Linked DNA regions of Mus musculus: region 1 is linked to region 2. Evidence: chromatin contacts called from public Hi-C data. All regions are on one chromosome and are shown on one strand. Each heading gives the region's core, a stretch centred on a gene start, on an enhancer-like site or on the middle of the called end of the contact. The rest is flanking DNA. Distances are from core to core; before and after follow the strand shown.

Region 1 (7,282 bases), core at 1,800-4,299, 250 kb before region 2:
CTGACATGCAGAAAGTTTATCTAACTTGTCCAACATCACGCATGCTCTCAGAATACACATGCTTAATTTTGTATCTATCTCCATGGAAACCGTGCTGCTAGCCTAAGAGGAGTTTGATGTTGATCGTATCTTTAAGAGCACCTGAGGTGATTTGTATTTTACTTAATTTCATAATTTTTCTTTAAAATTGGTGTGAAATGTTTATATAATAGTATTTATAATCCATGTACTCTTGCAAGAGTACATTGTTTCTTTTCCCAGTTAAAACATATTATGTGGGGGCTGGAGAGATGGCTCGGGTTTAGAGCACTGATGCTCTCCTGGAGGTCCTGAGTTCAATTCCCAGCAACCACATGGTGGCTCACAACCATCTGCAATGGGATCTGATCCGATGCCCTCTACTGGTGTGTGTGAAGACAGCTACAGAGTACTCATATAAATAAAATAAATAAATCTTTTAAAACATATTATATATATTGAAATTTTGTCTGCATGTTTGACGGTGCAACATGAGCATACAGTGCTCATGGATGCCAGAAGGGGGTGCCAGATCCCCTAGGACTGGAGTCACAGTCAGTTGTGAGCCTCTATGTGGGTGCTGGCAAACCAATTTGGGTTTTCCTGGGCGAGCAGCCAGTGCTCTTAACCACCGTGCCATTGCTTCAGCCTCAAGAATACATACTTATGACCATTAGTCCTTCATCATTACTACTTCTAACTCAGTATTTCTATCATCTTCTTGGATATTGTGTTTGCATTATATGGTTTGAAAAAAGACTGGTTTGAGGAATGCAGTTCAATAGTAGAGCCCCTGCCTAGAATCCCCCAGGGAGGGGCTGGGGGCGTGGCTCAGTGATAGAGCCCCTGCCTAGAATCCCCCAGGGAGGGGCTGGGGGCGTGGCTCAGTGGTAGAGCCCCTGCCTAGAATCCCCCAGTGAGGGGCTGGGGGCGTGGCTCAGTGGTAGAGCCCCTGCCTAGAATTCCCCAGTGAGGGGCTGGGGTGTGGCTCAGTGGTAGAGCACCTGCCTAGCTTACAGGAGGGCCTAGGCTCCATCCTCAGGCAAGGAGGTATTAATAAAAGATTAAATTTTGCTTGTTGCCAGATGGTAAAGACTGCTTCTCTGTTCTACCCTTCTCACTTTAAAGAGTAACATTCACTGTCGAGATCTGTATTGTCTCTTTGACACCTCTCTCTCTCTCTCTCTCTCTTTCTCTCTCTCTCTCTCTCTCTCTCTGTGTCTCTGTCTGTCTCTCTGTCTCTCTGTCTCTGTCTCTGTCTCTCTCTGTCTCTGTCTCTCTCTGTCTCTCTCTGTCTCTCTCTCTCTGTCTCTGTCTCTCTCTCTCTCTCTCTCTCTCCTTTTTAGTTACATATACTTTCTGCCCTTGTTTCAAGAAAGAACTTCCTTTTCTGAAAGACCCAAGAGCCCCTTTCTATGCATTGCAAACCTCAAGGAAGAGAACAACCCTGTCACCTGGGGAACTTATGAATCTACCTTGGACTCAAGAGCTGTTCCAGTCCTGTCTGTAGTAGTTGAGAGGTCACTCACTATACCTGATGTCCATCTAGGATCATTATCACTAGCAGGGACACTTGCTGCCTGCTGCTTCTGCTGGAGGCCACATATTACAACAACTGCCGGGTGCCAGGGTCACTGGTGGGTGAAAGGCTAGGACGTTAAGTGTCTAGTTTCTAAAGCCTGAGGCAATAGAGCCCTAGGTCAGGACTTGGAGCTGAAAGCCTGTAGGCCTGCTGGTCCAGCCAGTAGACCTAGGATGGCCCACACAGGTTGAGCTTCTCCTATCTGTGCAGAGCAGAAGGATCTCAGTCTGTTGACTGGCAACCCTTGTTCCGTATGTGTGTACAAACCGAAATCTTCTCTCAATACAAAAATTATATGAGCTTGAATGTCCTCACTGCAAGCAAGGAATTCCTTTTCTGAAAGGCCTGAGTCCCATCTGTGCAATGTAAACCTGGAGAAAAGAGTGTTCCTATCTCCCTGTCACCTGGGGAGTTTAGCCCAGGCCCCTCATTCAGAGACGTAACCCCTGCTTGCCACGGGGAAGGGAAGCTTTTGGTTTAAGAGATAGGAGCCAGCTCAGGTGGGCACCTCAGTGACCAGGTGAGGTGAGAACCTGGGAGAAGGTGCCCCATGGCAGTGCAGGCCTTCCGAGGAGGAGGGCTCACCCTTTCTCCTGAGACCATGTGTGCCCTGCAGCATCTGAGAGGGATTCGTGATGCTTCTGTCTCCTGCTGGTTGCTCAGCAGTTTATTACCTAGGGTTGGCGCTCCAAGGCGCTTGGTGCTTCTGGGATGAAAACGTTACTCTCTGCATCGGCGCAGAGAACTTTTTCTATTGACAGGCTTTGTTATTAATTTTGACGCCAACGTCTTTATGAAGAACTAGGCCAAGAACGTCGTTGCATTAATTCAATAAGAAATCGAGGAGCCGTTCATCATAATGTAACCATCGTTGAAAACTGTCATTGTCGCCCGGCCCTAAATATCACCTTTCAGAGATCACATTGCAGGTAGGTGTTTTCTTCTTTCTGTGTTCTCTTTCTGGTTCTGTTTTTTAGAGTTTCTGGGCATTAGACGTATGTTCTAGAAACCCACCATTAGTGTTTGTGCCTCCTTCTTTGTAAAGCACAGCTGGTTATTTCTTGTACCTAGTACTTCAAGGAAGTTTGGTTAATCGAGAATGACACTCAGTTTTCTTTCCTTCTAACACAATCTTCCTCTTATTTTAGGAGTCCTGAGCCAGGGACAAGACTTGGGACTTCACGCAGCAGGCCGTTTCTCCAGGCTCAAAGGGAGTGAGGACAAACAAGAAGGTAAGAGCATGGCTGGAGGCAGCCATTGCTCTCAGAGCACCTCCCCCAAACTGCTGGGAGGAGGTAAGTTCTTGCGCGAGGATCCCTAGATGCAGTGGCGCGCGAAGGCGTCTGGGACACAGAGTTTCTGTGCAATTCTTGGGGAGAAAGGAGAGCCTTGGAACTCGGACTTCCGGGAAGATGCTGCACATGCGCGTCGCGGCCTGTGCGCGTGCCCGCGCTTGCGCTGGGCCACTGCGCCGTGGTGACTTCCTGCAGGTCTGGTGTGTCGAGGCTACCTTCCCTCCCGCAGCCTTTGCGTTCGCTAAGCTGGAGTTGCCGAGCCTGCAGGGCCGAGGCCGGAGCTTCCGGGGCGGCAGCGAACAGACTCGGCTGTGCGGGCTAGGGAGGCCTAGCGAGAGCTCGGCGCGGAGGCTGACAGGGGCAGCGGAGACGCCTGCTCGGTGAGGCCCGAGGGCGCAGAGCGATCGGGGCTGCGGGAGGGATGCTGGGCACAGATGGTGCCCAGTCAGTTCACCCGGGCACCCCGCTGTCCCCAGCTTGCGGCGCCTGGGAGGGTCGAGGTGGTCGGGCTGACAGCGGGACAGCTGCATCGCTTTGGGCTGCACGGTCAGTCCCGAGGACAGAGTGCAGGCACTGAAGAACTCAAGGGCTCCAGATTCCCACGGTGTCACTCAGCGTCCATCAGCTCTCTTGCTCTGTCTGTGGTCCCCCCCCCCCCCGAGTCTGCCCTTGAGGCATCGTAATGGTCTAGTGCTCAAAATCTGCTTTTACTTCTTTCTGCTCGTGAAGGAAGACTGAGTCTGCGACAGGTGTGAGACTTAATCAAGGTTGTGTTGAAATGAGTGCCATTGTTTTCTAGTTTCTTCCCTTAGTCCCTTTTTAAGATATGCAGCAGTAACCAAGTTTAGTTGGATAGTTTGAAAACAAACCACGCTTTATCCCTGTTTGTCGGACGTCTATCCATCTGGACCATTTTTCCTTTTTGTGTTTTAGTTTTTTTGAGGCGTGGATTCCTTGTGGCACATATTGTTCTGGTAGTGGGTGATCCTCCCGTCTCCGCCTCCAGAGAGTTGGGATTGCATGTATGTCACCTCATGGAACATGGATCCCAGATATATATATATATAGTGCCCAGAATCCTCATTCACTGTGACATATTTTGCAACAGTTTGAATAGGAAATAAAATAAGTACCCTTGTTTCCCCCACCTTTACACCAAATGCCCGTGGATAAAAAGAAGGCAGCGTAGTGTTCATCATAGAACTGTACCCGCCCCCCCTCGCCTCCCACCCCCCATTCCACCTGTTGGAGTTAGGTTTGTGATTTCCTTCCTATCACCTCTGCAGTGTGTATAAGCTGCGATTTCACTTGGTGGTTCCCAGGCGAGAGACATGTCCCTGTGTAGACCAGTTAATCTCCGATTTCAGCGAGCTTTTCCTCCAGCAGGTCAGTCAGCAGTGTCTACAGTTCCCCCAAGAGGAGCAGAACATGAGCAGATCAAAGGTAAGTTTTTCCCGTTTGTAATTTTTTTTTTTCTGACTCCTTTGTAATGTATTTTGGAAGACTTACTCAAAGGTCTGTTCTTGAATGGTAGTGGAGTGGTCTCTAAAGGGATCTGACGCCCTCTTCTGGCATGCAGGTGTACATGCAGCAGAGCATCCATACATAGAATAATTAATAAGTAAGTAGGATGGTCGTGGAGAAAGGAGTGAATAAAGGTGATTGTAATATAAAATACACCCGAGTGGCAGGCTGTCATGACCTGTTGTGTAGGCAGTCTGATAACTTTAGGCTAATGGAGTTACTTGGCAGAGTTAGAAAAAGGAAAATCGTATCCATCCCATCACCTGCAGCTGCTCGTGGGAGGTGCCGTTTTTTGTACCTTATAGGAGGCAAAGACTTGCTAGGATTTGGACATCTTCCTTTAGTCAGGTTGGGATGATTTTTGCATTTTGAAAATTTACCTTGACAAGAGCAGCTTGAGGGAGAAAGGGCTTATTCTGCTCACAGTGGCAGAGTACAGTCCACCACGGTGGGAAGGGCACAGAAGCTTACTTTGAGGAAGCTGAAAATGTATATATTTTCTGAAGTCAGGAAGGGAAGAGGAAAGCATGCCCACCATGATGGACAGTACTCTGGAACATAGAGTCATAGAAAAGTTACAGAGAAACAAAAGAATTATACAAAGAAATCTTTCATTCCGTTTGCTCCAAAGTTGCATTTTTTAAACAGTTTTTAAAAAATTTGTTTTGTATGTGCCTACATGTGTGCATGTGTGTGGTCCAGTATGCACGTGAAGGTCAGAGCACAACTTGTGGGAGTCCGTTCTCTCCCTCCATACAGGTCCATAGAACTATGGAGTCATACATAGAATTATAAAGTCTCATACATAGAATCATAGAGTTTCATATGCAGACTCATAGTCTTGTACACAGACTCATAGAGTCTCATACATAGAATCATAGTCTTATGCATAAATAAATCACATGGTTTCATACAGTGAGTGCTCAGCCCACCTTGTCTTTGTATGGTCCAAGATCTAAGCCAAGGGAATGAAGCCGCACACAGTGGGCAGGCTTTCCTGCCCCAGTTTACCTCATCAAGAGAATCCCCCACAAGAATGACTGACTAGCCCTTGGTCTATTTCTCCAGCAATTCAGAGTCTCATCACATTGACCACTGAGATGAACCATCAGTAGAGGTGGTGAGTTCACAGAGGGGAGTACTTTGCTCAACTTAGGGAAACAAAAAGCCTGTCCAGTGTGGATAGCGTTGAATGGATGTCCTGGTTTGTCTGATGCAGTCTTGAATTGGATCTATATTCCTAATAATTCCATGTAGATGGTCTTTTATTTCATACAGAGGTTTTCTTTTAAACAGTGCATCTGTGATCTTATCACACAGCTGTCCAAGAAATCCTGTACTTTAACCATGAGCCCCATGAGATAGCTCTGCAAGGACTCTGCTGGAGAGTCTGCTGTTTGTTTTGGCTGCAGACCAGTATCCCCTAGATAAAGTTATATGACTCAAGGCTGTGGTTTCTCTTCTCCATAACTCTTCTCTGTACCTAAAAGGTAGCACTGAGAAATTCCTGTGACTGGAATCTGCCTTCCACTGCTCTTAGAAGAATGGAATGTGGTTTTCTGTTTCTTTTTTTAAATATGTATTTATTATTTTTGTGTTGATAATTTGTGTGCCTTTTTGAGTTTCTGTGTCCCGTGTGCATGTAGGAGCTAACAGGCCAGAAGAGGGCGCCAGAGCTCTATAACTGGAGTTACCAGGCAGTTGTAAGCTGCCAAACATGGGTGCTGGGAACCGAACTCAGGTCCTCTGCAAGAGCAACAAGCACTCTAACATGGGTGAGCCATCATGCTAACCCCAGGACTTTGGTTTTTGAATTGGGAAGATAATCATATGTGGTTAGTAACTCCTAATTTAAAGTTGGCCCTCCCTGTCACTGTCAGAAGCTGCCTGCAGGAAAGTGCCACCTTGGTGTCTTTCCACCTCCCTTTCTGCCCCACCTCTACGTCCTGGTGCTTGTCAGTCTGTCCCTTTTCTGAGGCCCCACCTTTCCTTGTATGTCTTACTCTAGTAACACCTTTGGGCTTCGATTCTATTCTCTTTTTTTAATGTTACATGTTATTACATGTTTGCGTTGAAAGCTGAAATAAACTCTACAAATGCTTGTTGACTTTCAGACGAAATATGCAGAGCTCAAGGAGGTGAAATCTGGGCCAGCAGATGACTCAGCGAGTAAAGGCCCACCACCACCACACCTGACAACTTGAGTTTAATCCCCTAAACCCACACGGTGGAATGAGAGAACCGAACCGCTGTGATAAAATACCCTGAGAGGCAACCTGAGGGAGAAGGGTTTGCTTAGCGCACAGTTCCAGGTTATGACCCCCAACTCTGGATGTCAAGGCAGCGACGTTAAGCAGCTGCTCATGTTACAGCCACAGTGAAGAGCAAAGGGCACTGAACTAATGCGTGCTTGGTAGCGCTCAGCTTGCTTTCTCTACTCTTACAGAATGCAGGATCTCTGTCCAGGGGATGATGCCACCCACAGTGGGTGGGTCTTCCCACCTCAGTTAACATAAGAAACACTCTGCCACAGGCTAACCTGGTTAGACAGTCCCTATTGCACCCCGTTCCCAGATGACTCTAGGTTATGTCAAGTTGACAGTTACCTGTCACATCAGAGCTTTGCTTTTGCTTTTGTTTGCCAAGACAACGTGTTTACAATACGATGCTGAGATTTACTGCAACAATACGGTTTGTTTCCCTTCCGGGCTTTGTAGCATAAAGTAAGGTATGCAGTGTTAATGGTTAACTGGACCAGTGAGCTCGGGTGCCCGCTCTGTGTGATCTATCTGATTCTGATCATGTCGTTGCAGGGCCCACTGTCATTCAAGGATGTGGCTGTGGCCTTCTCCCAGGAGGAGTG
Region 2 (6,654 bases), core at 2,505-5,004:
CAGTTGTCCCCTTTCATTAAGTGCATGCCACGGATTAAACTAGGTCACCAGACTTGGCAGGCTTGGCATTTCCACCCGATGAGCCACCTTGCCAGCCCACGCTTTTTGCTTTGGTTTGTTTTTCCCCAAGATAGAAATGATCTGTGTGATCGATCCTGGCTGTCCTGGGACTCACTCTGTAGACCAGGCTGGCCTTGAACTCAGAGACCCCAGCTTCTGCCTCCTGAGTGCTGGGATTAAAGGCGTGCACCACCACTGCCCAGCTCTATGTTTTATTAAGAAGGATTCAGTCTATCCTGGACTTACTATGTAGCCCAGGCTGGCCTGTAAATCAGTGATCCTCATCTCCTGTCTTTCCAAGTGCTGGGATTACAATGGTGAGCCACCAAGCCTGGTCCTTGATGCCAGTAGCTGAGATGTCAGCCCTCACCAGTGTACCTTGGGGATATGGAGGACTAGAACAAGAAATAAGGTTTTGCCACTAAGTGGCGCCAGAGAGAGGTCTCTGGCCTGCTGGTCTCGCCCTGACTGGACCTCTCCAGTTTTTGTACCTACTCTGCCTGATCCCTCACACTACCTCCCCTTTCCTTTCTGCTCCTACCAGACAGAGCCGCAGCTGCCCCACTCAACCTCCTCTTGAGCACCCCACCCCCATCACTTTTAGTGCATTCTGGCCAAGTTGTTTAAACCTTGGGGAAGACTCGAGAGGCTGGAGAAATAGATAGCTCGGTGGTTAACAGCCTTGGCTACTCTTCCAGGGGACGGGAGTTTAATTCTCAGAACCCACACGGTGCTCACAAGTTCATGTAACTGCGGTTCCAGGAGAGCTAGTGCCCTTTTCTGACTCTCAAAGGCACCAGGCAAACACCTGGTGCTCAGATATACATGCAAGCAAGCATCTGTATACGTGTGAAAATAAAAATGAAAATTTAGGAAGGAAGAAAGAAAAAGAAACTGTGAGGGGTCATGGGGAGTTTCCCCTGGAGGATTTGGGTAGGGCATCAGACACATGCACAAGAGGACCCGTAGGATCAATTTCTTTCTTTTTGTTTTGTTCATTCGTTTTCAAGACAGATTCTCAGTGTGAAGCTCTGGCTATCCTGGAATTTGTGAGATCAGGCTACCCTTGATCTCACAAAGGTCTGCCTGCCCTGCCTCCTGAGCATTGGAGTGGGCGTGTCCACTCCATGTGGCAGACAACTTTAATCCCAGCATTTGGGATTTGGGGGGTAAAGGCAGCGACAGGCAGAGAGCTCCAGGCTAGCCTGGGATACACAGTGAGACCCTGTCTCAATTTTTATTCACACACGTGCAGATCAGAGAAACTCTGGGAGACTGCTTCTCTTCCACCATGGGTTCCGGCCACTGAACTTAGTTTGGTCTTCAGGCTTGCACCACAAACGCTACCTAAGCCATCTTGTTGGCCCTGGCCTGGAACTTTCTGGCCTCTGGCCTTAGCCACCTGAGTCCTGGAATCCCAGGCATGAGCCACCAGGCCAGTCCTCTTTGCCCTCTGTCACTGCAGCCCTTTCATCAGCCTACGCTATCCTCTCTACCTCAGGGGTTCCGTGAGCTCTGCACCTGCCCCGAGACGTCCTCACTGTCCAAACAGGCGGCTGAGGTTCCGGACACCTAGAACTGGAGTCTATGTGACCTGCCCAACTGGGTCCTGCTAAGTGTGCTGGCCTTGAGCCTTACCTGGAGTGACCCCAGGCTAAGGGACAGGACAGGACAGGACAGGACAGGACAGGACAGGACAGGACTAGAGTCTGAGCTTTGGGACTGGCTGGCCCCATTCCTTAGAAACATAAGCCTTTACAGCTAGCCATGAACTAGCCACAGTGAGCGGATCCCTCCCACCTTAGTCTTCCCATCTCCCAGAGAGGCTGAGACAAAGGACGCTCAATACAGCAGACTCCTTTGTTGAGCACCTACTGTGTACGTGGGACTCATGCCTCAGCCTGTGTGTCATAGTTTCATAACAACCCCTAGTTCGGGGGACGGGGGTGGGGGGGTGGGGGGTGTTTCAACCTGTGGGCCACATATCAGATCTTTATATGTTACAATTTGTAACAGTAGCAAAACTACAGTTATGAAGTAGCAACCAAATAACTTTATGGTTGGGGGGTCACCACCACATGAGGGACTACATTAAAAGGTCACAGCGTTAGGAAGGTTGAGAACCACTGCTCTAGAGAGATTAGTGTCTTATAGCCTAGAAGAAACAGGGGAAGAGGTAGCTCACTCAGTTCGGGACAGCCATTTTGTCTCTTTGTTTCTAGAAAGTATCTTTTCTTGAGGCAAGGTCTCATTGTTGCCTTGGCTGGCTTGGAACTTGGTATGATGGGCTTTGAACTCTTGATCCTCCTGCCCCTCTGCCTCCCTAGTGCTAAGATTATAGACCTGCATTGCCCGCCACACCAGGTAAGACATTTCCAATCTATGGAAAAGTACAGATCTGAAGGAATACAAGCATGGTGCCCACAGACCAACTGTTTCTTCCCCAGCTAAAAGCACTGACAGCATTCAATTCCCAGCATCCCCATGGTGGCTCACAACTGTCTGTAGCTCCAGCTCGAGTGCCTTCTTCTGGCCTCGAAGGCACCGTCTGCACCTGGTACACAGACACTCATATAGACAAAAACACCCATGCCCATTAAAAATTAATATTTTTTTTTAAAAGATTTATTTATTTATTATATGTAAAGTACACTGTAGCTGTCTTCAGACACTCCAGAAGAGGGTGTCAGATCTCGTTACAGATGGTTGTGAGCCACCATGTGGTTGCTGGGATTTGAACTCTGGACCTTTGGAAGAGCAGTCGGGTACTCTTACCAACTGAGCCATCTCACCAGCCCGAATATTTTTTTTAAAAATCCAAAAATCCAAACAGGTCAGTGCCTACCTGGATACAGAACAGGTTCGGGCCAGCCTGGGCAACATATTGAAATCCTGTCTCAATATAAATGGTTAAGAAAATAATAAAATAAGTCATGCATTATGGGGCAGAGCTTTAATTCCAGTACTCGGGAGGCAGAGGCAGCCAGAGGCCTGCCTGGTTTATGTGGCTCTTGGAAGGTGGAGACTGCAGAATGACTTCAAGGCCCAGCTGTATACTGTTTATGCCAGCGCTCCAGAAGCAGGTAGATTTCTGAGTTTGAAGCCAGCCTGGTTTACAGAGTGAGTTCTAAACCAGCCAAAGCTACATAGTGAAACCCCGTCTCAAAAAAAAAAAAAAAAAAAAAACAAGAAAGAAAGGGTTCAAGGCCAGCCTGACGACCTACACAAGATCTTATTTCAAAGAAATACAGTCTAGAACATTCAGAGGGGGAGCACTGGGCTAGCACGGATGAGGTACTTGCTCCAACACCAACAAACAATGCTCTCCTAACCTCTTTATCCAAGCTCCCTCCCAGCTCCAGGGTAACAGCTGTGCCTTCTGGAAGCCCTTCATGCATTCCTAAGCCCAAAGTAATGGCTTACTCTTGAGATTCCAGCACTCCGAGGCTAAGGCAGGCTAGCCTGGGCTATCTGAGATTCCCTGCCTTCACCCAACCCCCACCCCATCCCCACTTTCTCAAACACAAGCCCGGGTGTGTGCCCGCGGACCCTTAGCGGTCCCCTCTGCAGGGCGCCGGCACCGCGGATCCCCTTAGGGGAATCGGAGCCATTTCGAAAGGCAGGACCACACCTCACATCCCCTGCGGGCTTCGCTCTCGAAACGGGAAGTCGGCGGAGGAAGTCGCGCGGGCAGCCGCCGGCCGCCGCCGCATGACTAAGTTTGGCGCGACTTGCGCTCCTTGCCTTTTATGGACGACTCGTGGGCAGCGGCCGCGGGCGGGGATCAGAGGGAGGGGACACCCCAGCCCCCCAACCCTGCCAAACCCCAGTTCCCACTACAAACCCAGCTGTGCACCGCTCTCCCCATCTGCAGGCCAGGCCCCTCCCTCCTTGAAGTACAGAAATGGAAACTGAGGCTCTGAGCTTAGATGGAGAGCGGCTCAGGGTCCTGCATAGTACTTGAGGCCAAAGGACAGCCAAGGGCCCCAGCTCTCCAGCCCCTTGGCCTGGTTGGATGACTGACATTCCCAAGGCGGGTGGGGAGGGAGGCAGGACAGAGCTTCTTTAGAGAATTGAACCTAGGGCCTAGAACATTCCACCAGGCTGTAGCCACAGCCTTGCTTTTTCTTTTCTTCTTTTTTAAAAATTGTATTTATGGGGGACTTTTGGGATAGCATTGGAAATGTCATTGATGAAGATACGTAATAAAAAAAATTGTATTTATGGCCTGGCATGGTGACACTGACCTTCCAGCAACTGGAGAGGCATTGGCAGGCAGATCTCTGTGAGTTCGAAGCCAGCCTGGTCATAGTGAGTTCCAGGACAACCAGGGCTACCTACTGAAACTCTCTCAAAACCAAAAAAACCAACAATAACCAACAACAGCTATTTGCATGGCATTCTCTTTATTATTATTATTATTATTATTATTATATTAGACAAAGTCTCACTGTATATTCTTGGCTAGCTTTGAAATCACAGAGATCTGTTTGCCTCTGTCTCCCTGAGTGCTGGGATTAAAGCCCTGTGCCACACACACTCCTAGCTAAGATTTATTGATTTATTTATTTAGTGGTTTTGGAGTGATATAGGGTCTCATTGTGTAGACCTGGCTGGCCTAGAACTCACAGACATCTATAGCAAAGGTGTGTGGCATGGAGTGGTGGTGCACATCTGGCAATTCATTTTGTTTGACTATGTGTATGAGTGTGTGTTTGTAGGTGGGTATGTGCATGTAACTGTTGGTGCCCATGGGAGCCAGACATATAGGATCCCCTGGAATTAGAGTCACAGGCAGTTGGGAGCCACCAGACATGGGTGCTGGGAGTCAAACACAGGACCCCTGTGAGATCAGCAAGTGCTCCTAACCACTGAGCCACCTCTCCAGCCCCTATCAGTCATTTGTTTTTGAGATTGGGTTTCACATAGCCCAGGCTTCCCTCTGCCTCCCTATGGAGGCAAGGATGACCACTAATTTCTGGTCCTTCTGCCTTCACCTTCCAAATGCTGGCATTACTGACAGGTATCGTCATATCCGGTTTACGCTACCCTGCGCTGAGGGTCTGAGTCCCACATCTCATGCCTGCTTGACCAGTGCTCTTCTGTGGGAGCTATGTTCCCCGCCCTCCAACCCTCTTTACTTTTTGTGGGGCGGGGGGCGAAGTGGAATGGAGGCACGCTGCTAAATTGACCAGACTGTCCTAGAACTCATGACCGGCTCCAGCTTTGCCCTTCCAAGTAGCTAGTACAGGGGCACCATCAGGCCACACTGGAACTTTGTGTGATGAGCTTCCAAGTTTTGATCCTGGCCTCGCTGTGTCTATGGTCCTGGAGGAGTAGGCTTCTCAGAGGAGACTTGGAGTTTGAGCCTTGGCAGGAAGCATCCCCGCTGACAAACAGGGATACTGAAGCTGTAGACAAAAAGTTGGGTGTGGAGACTCACTTGTAAGCTCAGCACTGAAGAAAGCAGGAGGATTGCTACAAGTTCCAGGCCAGCTTGGACTGCAGGGTGAATCTGAGGTCAGTCTCATTTGGAGAAAGACTTGTCTCCAGAAACACTAATGGAAGGCAGACATGGCGGCCCTCTTATGTAGACACAGCACTTAGGAGGCAGAGCCAAGGGAGCACAGCAATTTGGGGATGAGCCTAATCTAGGCAGCAAGTCCCTGGCTAGCCAGGGATACAGAGCTACGTCTCTGCTCAAACAAACAAACAAAAACAAAGAATAACAACAAACTCCCAGTTGATCCCGGTGGCATGAACCTGTCATCTCAGATGCTACGGAGGCAGGAGGATTGGAAGTTAAAGCCAGCCCTGGCAATTTAGTGTGATTCTGTCCTGAGAGAAAGGGAAGGGAGGCTGACAGGATGTTGCTCAGTGTGATAGAGACCTCTTGACTAGTATGTGAAAGACCTGGGTTTAATCTTCAGCAGGGAGAGACACAGAGAGAGACAGAAACCAAGAGAGGGAGACAGACAGAGACCCGGGGGGAGGGGTTGCGGTGTGTGTGGGGGGGGGAGAATTTGTAAAAGAGACCAAGGTAGCCCCTTGGGGCCCCAGGGCATCTTTTGCCTATGACACCCTAATTACCACAAATCCACAGCCCAGGTCTGGCCACCCTGGGGCTTCAGTCAGTATTTTCTGCCCAATTTGGGAACAAGAGAGAAGAAAGCGAGAAATGTCCGCAGGGTCCTGTGCAGGAGCCTGTAGTGGGGTTCCCAGATAGGGATCTCATGAACCCCCAGGTGCTGGGGCTTCATCCTGTTTCCCCAGGTTGGCCCGCTGCTCCCTGAGGGTAGAGGGGACAGCTACGCTGAGGCTCCCACGCCCCCTCCCTACTCTCCAGAATTTAGCCTTTTAAGGAGAGGAAGTTAGGCCAAGTGGGCTGGGCTAGCTGAGGGGGTGGGGTAGGGACTGGCTTGGGCCTGCAGGGAGCCTGGGCCAGGCTGTGCTGGACAGGGACGCGCGGTGGGGGGGGGGGGGGCTGCCTGGCTTATCTCCAGAGCTGAGATAGAGAGCTATGGGATTCTCAGAAGGCGCCGAGGCAGGCCGGCCCGCATGAGTTGGTGGGATAACCATCAGATAAGAGGTAGT

What was found. Hi-C and Micro-C count contacts between places; a contact is called where the count stands out from the background.
Region 1: a Hi-C map of the G1E-ER4 cell line shows a contact between it and region 2, with 5 times the contacts expected there. The contact joins the promoter of Rbak here to the enhancer-like site in region 2. A contact is called at or near these places in 3 of 39 promoter capture datasets (the 3T3-L1 cell line, embryonic stem cells and stem cell-derived epiblast-like cells), 1 of 15 datasets of contacts at CTCF or cohesin (embryonic stem cells), 14 of 484 Hi-C or Micro-C datasets (CD4 T cells, the G1E-ER4 cell line, the HL-1 cell line and 3 more), 4 of 115 datasets of contacts at active chromatin or transcription factors (bone marrow-derived macrophages and embryonic stem cells) and 1 of 9 other capture datasets (embryonic stem cells).

The regions. Positions count from the first base shown.
Region 1 is chr5:143,176,542-143,183,823 of GRCm38.p6, reverse strand. Rbak (RB-associated KRAB zinc finger) reads left to right here and starts at 3,049. Exons shown (of 5, transcript NM_001045482.2): 1 at 3,049-3,275; 2 at 4,282-4,338; 3 at 7,233-7,282. The coding sequence starts at 4,324. It overlaps Spdye4b (speedy/RINGO cell cycle regulator family, member E4B), which reads right to left and starts at 2,807. Exons shown (of 8, transcript NM_001384193.1): 1 at 2,186-2,807. The coding sequence starts at 2,203.
Region 2 is chr5:142,926,346-142,932,999 of GRCm38.p6, reverse strand. No RefSeq gene overlaps it. Among named protein-coding and RNA genes, the nearest start is that of Actb, 23 kb to the right of the region's middle. Within about 2 kb of position 3,754, at least 285 of the 459 cell types and tissues checked have an H3K27ac peak or open chromatin away from gene starts, as enhancers often do. A contact at or near this core is called in the G1E-ER4 cell line, the HL-1 cell line, bone marrow-derived macrophages and 3 more, where this site is marked.